Regions from separate parts of the Macaca mulatta genome. Here region 1 is linked to region 2. The links are chromatin contacts, called in public Hi-C maps. All regions are on one chromosome and are shown on one strand. The core of a region is the stretch at or near the end of the contact, and the rest is flanking DNA. Distances in the headings are between cores, read along the strand shown. Region 1 has its middle 9.0 kb from the start of ACYP2. Region 2 has its middle 130 kb from the start of EML6.

Evidence for each region. Hi-C and Micro-C count contacts between places; a contact is called where the count stands out from the background.
Region 1: a contact with region 2 is called in a Hi-C map of CD4 T cells, with 4 times the contacts expected there. The contact joins two enhancer-like sites. A contact is called at or near these places in 5 of 14 Hi-C or Micro-C datasets (CD4 T cells, fetal cortex germinal zone, fetal cortical plate and 2 more).

Annotation. Positions count from the first base shown.
Region 1 is chr13:70,545,048-70,550,303 of T2T-MMU8v2.0, forward strand. No RefSeq gene overlaps it. Among named protein-coding and RNA genes, the nearest start is that of ACYP2, 9.0 kb to the left of the region's middle. Within about 2 kb of position 2,229, at least 9 of the 40 cell types and tissues checked have an H3K27ac peak or open chromatin away from gene starts, as enhancers often do. A contact at or near this core is called in CD4 T cells, where this site is marked.
Region 2 is chr13:69,926,837-69,931,726 of T2T-MMU8v2.0, forward strand. No RefSeq gene overlaps it. Among named protein-coding and RNA genes, the nearest start is that of EML6, 130 kb to the left of the region's middle. Within about 2 kb of position 1,910, at least 13 of the 40 cell types and tissues checked have an H3K27ac peak or open chromatin away from gene starts, as enhancers often do. A contact at or near this core is called in CD4 T cells, where this site is marked.

The DNA of each region.
Region 1 (5,256 bases), core at 979-3,478, 620 kb after region 2:
GGTTGCTGTGAATGCCATTATTTCCTTTCTTTTTATGGCTGAGTAGTATTCCATGGTGTGTGTGTGTGTGTGTGTGTGTGTGTGTGTGTGTGTGTATATTCCATGGTATATGTGTATATATTTATACATACACATACACCATGTTGTATACATATATATACATATATATATATGCACATTTTCTTTATTTACTCGATTGATGGGCATTTGGGCTGGTTCCTTATTTTTGCAATTGTGAATTGTGGGCATATAATTTAAATTTCTAGACAACTCTGAAGTCATGTTCAGGCAAAGACAGGACCAAACACTTTACTTTCAAAGCACTAAAGCATATCTTAACTGACATAAAGAAGAACAAGGAGATAATCAAATATACTAAAACCTTTATTAATGAAGAGAATGTGTTACAGAAATACTTCATTTCCAGAGGAAGAAATAATACAAAATGCATAAGAATATATCTAGAAGTAAGGAAAAGTAAAGGAAAATATCATTATAATTAGCATTGAGTCCTTTAGAAAACAGGAAATATGCATCTGAAGGTACTGAGTGAGAAAAAGGTAAAGTTATGATTACATAAGGAGGAAACTAATCACAGATGCCACTGCTTGGACACATCAAGGAGGCAACGAATGGCAAAGTCAGATTTTGAACAGAGTGTGCCCAGACGCCAAGCTATAGCACCAAGATAAGGAAGGGGAGAAAGGGCCAGGTACCACTCAGACAAAAAGTAGACACCACAGACCCCTCCCTTCCTAATACCCCCAAGGCGTGGACTTAAGCAGGTAACAGGTTTGCTTTTCCTGTGGAAGCAAGGAGCCTATCAGGGAAGAGATTTGTCCTGATTTCTTCTTAGTTCACACACACTTACTCCTGAAAAGGCTTGACTCAGATTTACCCTCAGGTCTGGGATAGTGTGACAACAACGGCCTTTGTGTCTTTGAAATAACTTATCTACTTCATGATGTCCTTGGTGAAACAGTGGATTGGTACATACATCCATTGCAGTCTCTTTCTAGCTGGACTTCCTGTTTCCGTAGGGCTGGAAAGTTTAAAGCTACAACCCCTAGACATTCTTGCAATTAAGATTCCTTATGTGATAGAGTTTCCACCAGCAGAACTACCACTGTAGATATGGAGGGTGGGGAGGGAGGGGATGAGTGAGGCAGAGGCCATCTGCTGCTGGTTCTGTGATAAGCATAGTCGCGGGGGAGTTTAGTTATTCTGTGGCATTGTTAACTGACTGTTCACTGGCTTGTGGGGCACTAAGAGGCAGGGCACGGGACATTTGTTTTACTAATTAATATCATAGCAAGTTTGGTGGGTCCCGGAGTAGCAGCTTTTTGGATGTGGCAGTTTCCGGACCGTGGCAGCTTCTGATGGTGGCAGGGGATGCATTGTTTGGAATCCAGCAGCCATAGCAACAACTTCCCAATTAAGCAAATGGTTTCTTACTGCAGAATCAGTAGATCCTTCGATGGCCCAGTTCTGCAGTAAAAGTCCATCCTAAAACTTCAGCCTCAAAGTGGATCGCAACTCTGATCTCAACATTTGAATTTCCAGGGGAGCTTATTCCTAAAGGTTTTGATTCACTATGTCAGCAATGGATTCCCGAATGGATATTCTAGAAAAGCAACCCAGATGCCTGTGATACGAAGCTCAGATTGAGAGTAAGTGACCAAGAGCTTCTTTCATTAGCCCTCCCAACAACTTCATAAGCCGTTTAATGCCCAGTGTTAAACAATTTCTGTTTAAACTGTCTGGAATGGATTATTGTTTCAGTAACTGAACTATGACCAATGCAATGTCTGGGGCAAAATCTTCACAATAGGAATATAACAAAGGTTAGGCAGAATGAAAGTTCAAATATGCCACCCCTTTCTGTCAATAGAGGGGCATTAAAATTCTCAATACTTACAAAGAGAAGAAATAAAGATTGTAACAACAACAACAAAAAAAAAACAAGTTAAGAATAGCAATGAAACCAAGCCTAGAGCTGTTGAAAAATAAATTGCCGTTGAAAGATTATAGAATAAATAAAGGCTTAGGTAGTCTATATTCTGCAAGCTAGTCACATCACACTTATTTATTTTTACTATCTACTTGGTTTGCAGCTATATCATTTTATTTTGGAAAAAAAAAAAAGAAAGAAAGACTAACTTTAAAAAGAACACTTTCAGCGCTCTAGTTAACAAACCATAATTTCTGATCTGTTGCTGCCATCTACCAACTATCCAAGGCAAGGCAGTTCCCGTGGGTAGGGTTACTCTTTCAGTCTTCAGGAAGCTAGTGCCACCTAAATGTCTCTCATTTCAGTGACACACTTCGAAAATACTTTTAGGTGCATGCTAAACCCCTAAATGACAGGCAGTTTAGTTGCTGTTAGGACCCTTCACTCAACAGATGACTTAAATATGAAAGTATCTTGACCATGAATTACAATTAGATATGGATGTTATAAGAAAAGCAAAACTTGGCTGGGCAAGGTGACTCACGCCTGAAATCCTAACCCTTTGGGAGGCCAAGGCGGGCAGATCACGAGGTCAAGAGTTTGAGACCAGCCTGGCCAACATAGTGAAACCCCGTCTCTACTAAAATATACAAAAATTAGCCAGGTGTGGTGGCGGGCGCCTGTAATCCCAGCTACTCGGGAGGCTGAGACAGGAGAATCACTTGAACCCAGGAGGCAGAGGCTGCAGTGAGCCGAGATCATGCCATTGCAGCCTCCAGACTGGGAAACAAGAGTAAGACTCCGTCTCAAAAATTTGTCTGGTAAATGTTGGTTGAAATCCTATAATACGAGACTTTATGTTTCCAGCATATGCATCTACTACATCCTTTAAAATTAGCTTTTCTTAAAGACTGTGTGTCTCAGAGATCTCTTGTTAAGTAAATAAGATGGTTTTTACCTGGACATAGGAAGCTTTTTGCAGTATGAAAATATTTCACCTAGAATTATTTACTTTTCATCCTTATTAATAAAATCTGATATTTGTCTGGGAATGGTGGTTCACACCTGTAATCTCAGTGCTTTGGGAGACTAAGGTGGGAGGATCATTTGAAGTCAACCTGGGCAACCCATCTCTGCAAATAAAATCATAATTTTAAAATTTTAAAAATAAAATCTTATCTTTAAAAAGTTGATAATAATGATGAATGCAGTACAGTGTCAATAATTCAGCACTTAAAAACATTTTGCTGATTGACTATATGTGATTTCCTTTTGAGTCCATGAATAGTACATTAAATTATACTTGCAGTGCCGTTTTATGATTATTATAACACTTTTATATATCAACTCCCATTTGATATTTACAGGTACAGAACCAAGTAGGACAGGTACTATACTTTAAAGACAGAGAAATAGTCTTACAACTTTTAAGGGATTGAATCCCATCTAGAATCCAGCCTTTCGTGGTAAAATTCAGTGTTCTTTCCACTCTGTCACACAGCCTTCAACAGTCTTTCATTCACTCATTCAACAGATGTTTATCAAACACCTAATGTTTGCCATGTGTAGGTGCTGGGGAGACAGTGATGTTTAATTTAGTAATGGGGGCTAGGCGCAATGACTTAGGCCTGTAATCCCAGCACTTTGGGGGCCTGAGGCAGGAGGATTGCTTGAGCCCAGGAGTTACAGACCAGTCTGGGCAACATGGCAAACGCTTCTCTACAAAAAATACAAAAATTAGCCAGATATGGTGGTTTGGCTGTAGTCCCAGCTACTCGGGAGGCTGCACCTGTAGTCCCAGCTACTCGGGAGGCTGAGGTGGGAGAATTGCTTGAGCCAGGGAGGTAAGCCATGATCATGCCACTGTACTCCAGCCTGGGCAGTAGAACGAGACCCTGTCTCAAAAATGAATAAATAAATAAATTTTTAAAATTCAGAGATGGGAGTAGATTAGGGCTTAGAGAGGTTGTCTGGGAAGGTCTCTGGGGAAGTGATCGCTGAAGAATGGAAAAGAAGAAACCAAGAAGCAAGGTGGGAGAGCTTAATCCACGCAGAGGAAGTAGCATGTAGAAAGTTCCAGTTTCCCAAGTAGCAGAAACTGAAAGAAGCCCAGTGTGGATGCTGCATCATAAAATGTGAGACGGTGGCATTAAATATGGCTTTCAGTGAAGGCAAGGAGAAAGGTCATGCCAGGCTGTGGAAGCCACGGTGGAGTCTTGTTCCTGTTCCGAGTACAGTGGGAAGCCGGGGAAGAGTGCTCAGCTTCTATGTCCCATGCTGCAAATCAGAAGTTTTCCTGGGGGGAAATTTCCTGAATTGTTTTCAACAAAATAATATTCAGAAAACATCTGAATATTTCCCCAAAAATGTCTTCCAGAGAGCACTAGGTAGTTTGCTAACAATTGTGTAGGCTTGGAAGGGAATACTTGAATTATACTCTATGCCTCAGCTTGTAACACAATGTTACATTGTGGACACAGTTATTCTCTAAGACCTGACTAGACCCCACTTTTTTGTGCAATCCCCTATCAGCCCTTTTTGTCTAGTTGCACGTTATGTTCACTTGGGGAGCGTTCTTCCCTTCTCCAGAAATTTTAATATAATTAATATGGTGTTAGGCCAGCCACCAGCAGTTGTTAAAAAGCTTCTCAGGTAGTTCCACTGTTTAGCCAGGGTTGAGAATTGCTGATCTAAGGGATTGTAATAAATGACTTTTATGTAATACTTTCTCATTTTCGAAGTGATTTTTATCAAGTGTAGCATACTCAGACTAAAATAAGACTAAAACAGTAGCCTGTAAGGTGACTGTTCATTTGGTTTATCACTCAGGCTCCAGAGTCCTGCATCGAGGAGTTTGGTAAAATCTAACTACATCAAAAATGTCAACGTAACAAAACCTGGAAAAGTTCTTTATAAAGGTGACAAAAGGACTTGAGCTACATGACTAAGCTTGCCCTTTTATGGTATATCCATTTTACTACACACCAATTTTAAAATAAATATATAATACACTATAATACCAAAGGTACATAGTGGGAGGCTCTGATAATTTCCACTTCTTCCTCATGAAGGAACTTATGAACACATAGTCATTATAATCAAAGGAATATTTTCTTTTCTCATCCTATCTTGATTCTGTTCTCCAAGACTACTGACCATCATCCATGCATCAATGTACTCTTGTACCACACCAGACAGCATCAGTATATATCTTGCATCGGAATCCTAATTCTACATGCCAGATGTTCTTAATCTGTACATTTGGAACAATCCGAAGTTCATTTTAAGTATCAAGTCTCTATCAC
Region 2 (4,890 bases), core at 660-3,159:
TGCAGAAATTTCCCAGGTCCAAAGCATCTGAGATGAAGATTCCAAATTACCAGTAGTAAAATTTCTTTTAGATCTTTTTTAATCCTCTTGCTTACTGAGAAACCCACTGAGCAGCCTCCCAAAGAAGATGCCCACACTTCAGGCTATTGGTCCTACCGTGCACCTGGTTAGGGAAGGAAGAAGTGTTTGAGAGTTACCCAGGCTCCTTCCACTTGTAGCAGGAAAGAACAGCAAGAACGCATTAGGAACACTCAACTCCCTAGAGATTCAAAAGCCGGGATTCCGGAGGGATACAGCGAAAAGACACCTCTCCTTCCTACCTGCACCCCCGACTCTGTTTCTGCCCTGGCCCTAGAATCAGCAGCCCTTCGGTAATTCCATGCGGCTCCAGACAGAATCCTCTATTCCACGGGGCTCCCGGATCCGACCCCGGGAAAGCCCAGGTGGTCATCCTCTTCCCACCCTCCCAGCCTCCACACGCAACCTCTCCCCGCCGCCCCTGGCCACCCCCTTACCTGATAATGTCGTCGTTGTGTCCCAGGAAGAATTTTTGGCTGTGCTCGCGGGTGTTGTAAACCACCCCGACCCCAGCCACAAAGTAGACCACCTCCTTGCCGGCCGTGTAGTACAGGTTGTTGCGGCACTGGTGACCCCGGTACCCGTACACCCACTCCAGCCGGAGCTGGCAGCGGGGCGCCGTCCGATCCGCCATGATAAGCCGACCCCGCGCGCCCCCCGCCCCCCCGCGCGCCGGAGCCGTCCTCGCCGAGGCTGGGGCTGCGGCCGACCTGCAGGGGCTCAGCGCGCGGCGCTGGGCGCTGATTTCCGAGGCGACGCACAGGCACAGCCCAGCGGGCCGGCCGCCACCATCATCCGCTGCAGCCGCCGCAGACAAGCCGCCGCCGCCGGTGTGCGGCCGCCAGACCCCGCTGGGCGCCGGGCTCCCTCTCCCCGGGCAAGGCGGCTCTGGGGGCGCCGGCACCCGCGCGCGCGCCTCACTGCACCTGCGGGCTCCGGCCCCCAGGAGAGGCTCTCGGGGGGGCCACCCCGCCTTTTACATCAGGGATCTGCATATCCCAACAGCGATCACCCAGTTCGCTCACTGAAGTTTGCGGTGCGCCGGGGCTTCGCGGCAGGCGGCGGGATTTATTCTGCGATAGCCTTGATTTGACAGGCAACCCGGGTGAGTTCTGCCATCGCTGTCCTTGGATCCGAAACTGACAGTCTATATCCAGGATGCGAGAGCGAGGAGGAAAGAAACAGATTTTTCGCATAAGTCACCCAATCCAAGAAAATTATCCCCAAACTAAACCAAGTTTGGTATTTTTAAAAATTTTCCCCTACTCCCACTTTCTCCCTCCAGTTCCATCTCCTTAATGATATGAAATATGCGTAAATGCTGCTGCCTGGCTGATACGATTTGAAGGAACGCTTGCTGTTTCCCTAATAAGCGAGGGCGAATATGCAATGGTCATTTTTTAGATGCTCCAATTAGTTTTCATGTGTGTGTTTAATAATCACATCCTCCGTGAACCTTCTCTTCACCGAGAAAGCCATAAAGAACTTAGCAGCTCTCATTGATCACCAACTCCAATCAGCATCATGAAAGACTGTCTTACTCGGAAGAAACGAGGCACTAGTGCAATCGGAGGGAGTGCGCTACCTACAAACGCTCCTGTTCCAGGAGAAATTAAATAACAAGCGGCAAAAATCGTTTACCTCTCCCCCAGAAACGTCTGCGCTAAACACCGGGTCCTACGGAATCCCGGGTCCTGCCCTAAGCCCAGCGTGGAGCGGGGTCGCCCGCGGGACAGCAACCCCCAACAGACACACACGTCCCGGGGGTCGGCGCGCTGTGCGAGGGATGCCCGCCCTCAGGACTGCTCGGCCCGCGCGCACTGCCGCCCTGGCGGCGCCCTGCACTCCTCCCACTCCCGAGCCAGCCTCGTCCGCGGAGCATCCCCGCGCTCTCTGCCTCTAACCTCTGCTGCCAGCGGACGCCACCGGCGCGTCCTGGATCCCGCGCGGGCGAGCGAAATCCTCTGCCTGCCCTCCCCTCCCCGCCTCCCGCACCCGGGGATGGGCTTCGTCACTGGGGCGCCGCGGGAGACAGGTTCTTCCTTCAGCTGGGGCTCCGGGGGCGGGGCCACAACGCCGCGCTAGTGAACCTCCGCTGCCGGTTACTAGGCGAGATCGCGGCGCTTGGAAACAGCGACGCCCCGGAGGACTGGAGCCGCCCCCTCCCTCTCCCGGCCCCGGAGGCCTCGTTCCCCGACGCATCCTGGGAAGCGTAGTCCTCTCCGCGCCGGCTAGGGCAGACAGTGAGCGGAAGGGACCACAAATCCCAGGATTCCGCGCGCCCAGAGGGAGTCGCGGCGAGACCGGTACCGGCGTCAGCGGAGCCTGCGGCTCTTGGGGTGAGGAGATCGTGGTTCATCAAGGACGACCGGGCGTTCTCTTGTGACTGAGGCGGGAGCTGGCGTGCATGGGTCTCTGTGGAGAAAAGCGGTGGAGTTGGAACAGAGACGGTCTCTACAGCCCACCATTAGAATTTCTCCTGCATCGGTCCCAGAGGGTTGCTGTAACCGACATCCTCACCATGCTGTAACTGACTCAAGCTTAAGTTTGTTTCCTACATCAGTTTTCCTTTTCATTCACATGGATTTTAATTTGTTAGAGTGCAGTTCTGCCAAGTTTAAGAAAAATGCTGGGAATGTGAGCTCACTTGTGCCCTAAGAACCGGCGCCTTCCCATGACCTGCGTCCTAAATTAGAGGACTTAGGTATTTACAGATAACCAGAGTTTGGAAGCAGGAAGGTGCTCACACCATGAACAAGTAACCTTGGCCTTCAAACGCAGAAGCTGGTGGCATTTCTCCTAAAACTGCCCGAGGTGAACTATGAATCCACTGTGTTCTCAGGTAGCCTATTTCTAATTTAGGGCCATAGCTAGCCTTTGGAAAGAGATTTCAAAATCCCAGTGACTAAGAGGCTGCAAAAAGATGATGGGTTGGACGTTTGGAACGTCCTTTCCTTCCCAGGCTTTCAGTGTAATCGCTTACTCCATTCATCTCCCTCAAATTTTAAGACAGCCCTCTGACCTAGTAAGAAAGCTCGAAAGAACTGGAAGCGCCAGAGTTTGGATGATTTGTTGCCGCCTGCAGTGATGAAGAGGATTTGAATTGCTCTCATCTTTGTTTTTAAGGAAACAGATCAACAAATAAGTGAGATGGCACTGTGCTAGGCAACAAGAACACTACCAAAAACAAAAACACGGTCTGAGAAAGGTTTGAGATACAAGCAAAAATATAGTTGATCAATGATGTCGTGCCATAAAACAGTGCCAAATGAATTAAAGACAGTTTTTATTGTTGTTCTTTTTGTTTTGTTTTGAGACAAAACAGGCTGTTGCCCAGGCTGGAATATCAAGATCTTGGCTCACTGCAACCTCCACCTCCCAAGTTCAAACGATTCTCCTGCCTCAGCCTCCCGTGTAGCTGGGATTACAGATACGCACCACCACGCCCAGCTAATTTTTGTGTTTTTAGTAGAGACAGGGTTTCGCCCTATTGGCCAGGCTAGTCTCCAACTGCTGATCTCAGGTGATCTGCCCGCCTTGGCTTCCCAAAGTGCTGGAATGAGCCACTGTGCCTGGCCAGTAAGTTCTATATAAGAATTCAGAAGAGGAAGAGTTTTTCCAGATAAAATACATCAGGAAAAGTTTCATGGAGGAACCAGGAAATATAGATAGAATTGAGATAAGTAAAGATAAATTGAAAGAGCATTCCACATGGGTTTAGGGAATAAACAAAAGTGTAGATGCAGAAAAGTGGATTTAGAGAACACTAAAGAGAATACCCAGTTCGGTTCAAGGGAGAATTCATATAAGATCAAGAGGACACATGAAAGGTTATATTGTAGTTGGAGCTGAGCATAGGGGTTTGCACTGTATCCTTAAAATAATGGAGTCATTGATTTTTTTGAATAAAAATAAGGAAATAACAATGAAAGCAGTAATCAAAGCACGAGGTATTAGAAGTCTGGGGTAGTGCTTGAGGCTACGTTAGAGATAGGGGCAGTGGTCTAGAAAGGAAGAGACGCTTTCCAGAGAAAATGTACAAATGTATTGAAAAGGGGTCTCTTAAATGGAATGGATGGAACATGTTCATTTCCTAAATTATCTTTAGTATTGCTAGTGACCCCCATGCTGTACCAGCCTGTTAAATGAGTTGGAGGAATAAGTCTGAGTCTGCCACTTACAATTGTAACCTTAGGCAAATCACTAAATCCTCTGATCTTTACTCTCCTCATTTAATAAAGTATAGCAATACTTACCCCACAGGATAATTGTAAGAATGAAACAATACATATGTGAAAAGTTAATTTGTAAAGCATTAGATAAATGTTAATTATTACTATATGGCAGTAGATAGTAACCTCTACTTGAAAGTATCAAATAAGGCTGGTAATAATATCCTTTGGAAATAAGCAGTCTTAAAAAACATGAGCAAAACTCATAATATAATAACATTATGTTGTAATGAATAGCAGTTACTGTGTTCCAGGCACTATAAATGGTGCTTTACGTGTATTAAATAATTTAATCTTCATCCTAGTAATAATCCTATGAAGTAGTTACTGTTATTTCCTCGTTTTACAGATGAAGAAATGAAGGTAAGGAAAGTTTAAGTAACTTGCCCAGGAATGCACAAAATAGTGACAAAGCCTGGATTTGAACTCAGGCAGTCTGACTCCAGATGCTGCTCTTAAATGCTAAGAATGATGAAAAAATTTGTTTAGATGGTAGAGTAGGTTCACCTGTAAATGAAACCCAAAATAGCCATGATTTAAACTTGATAGAATTTTATTTCTGACAAAAACCTGGAGGTAG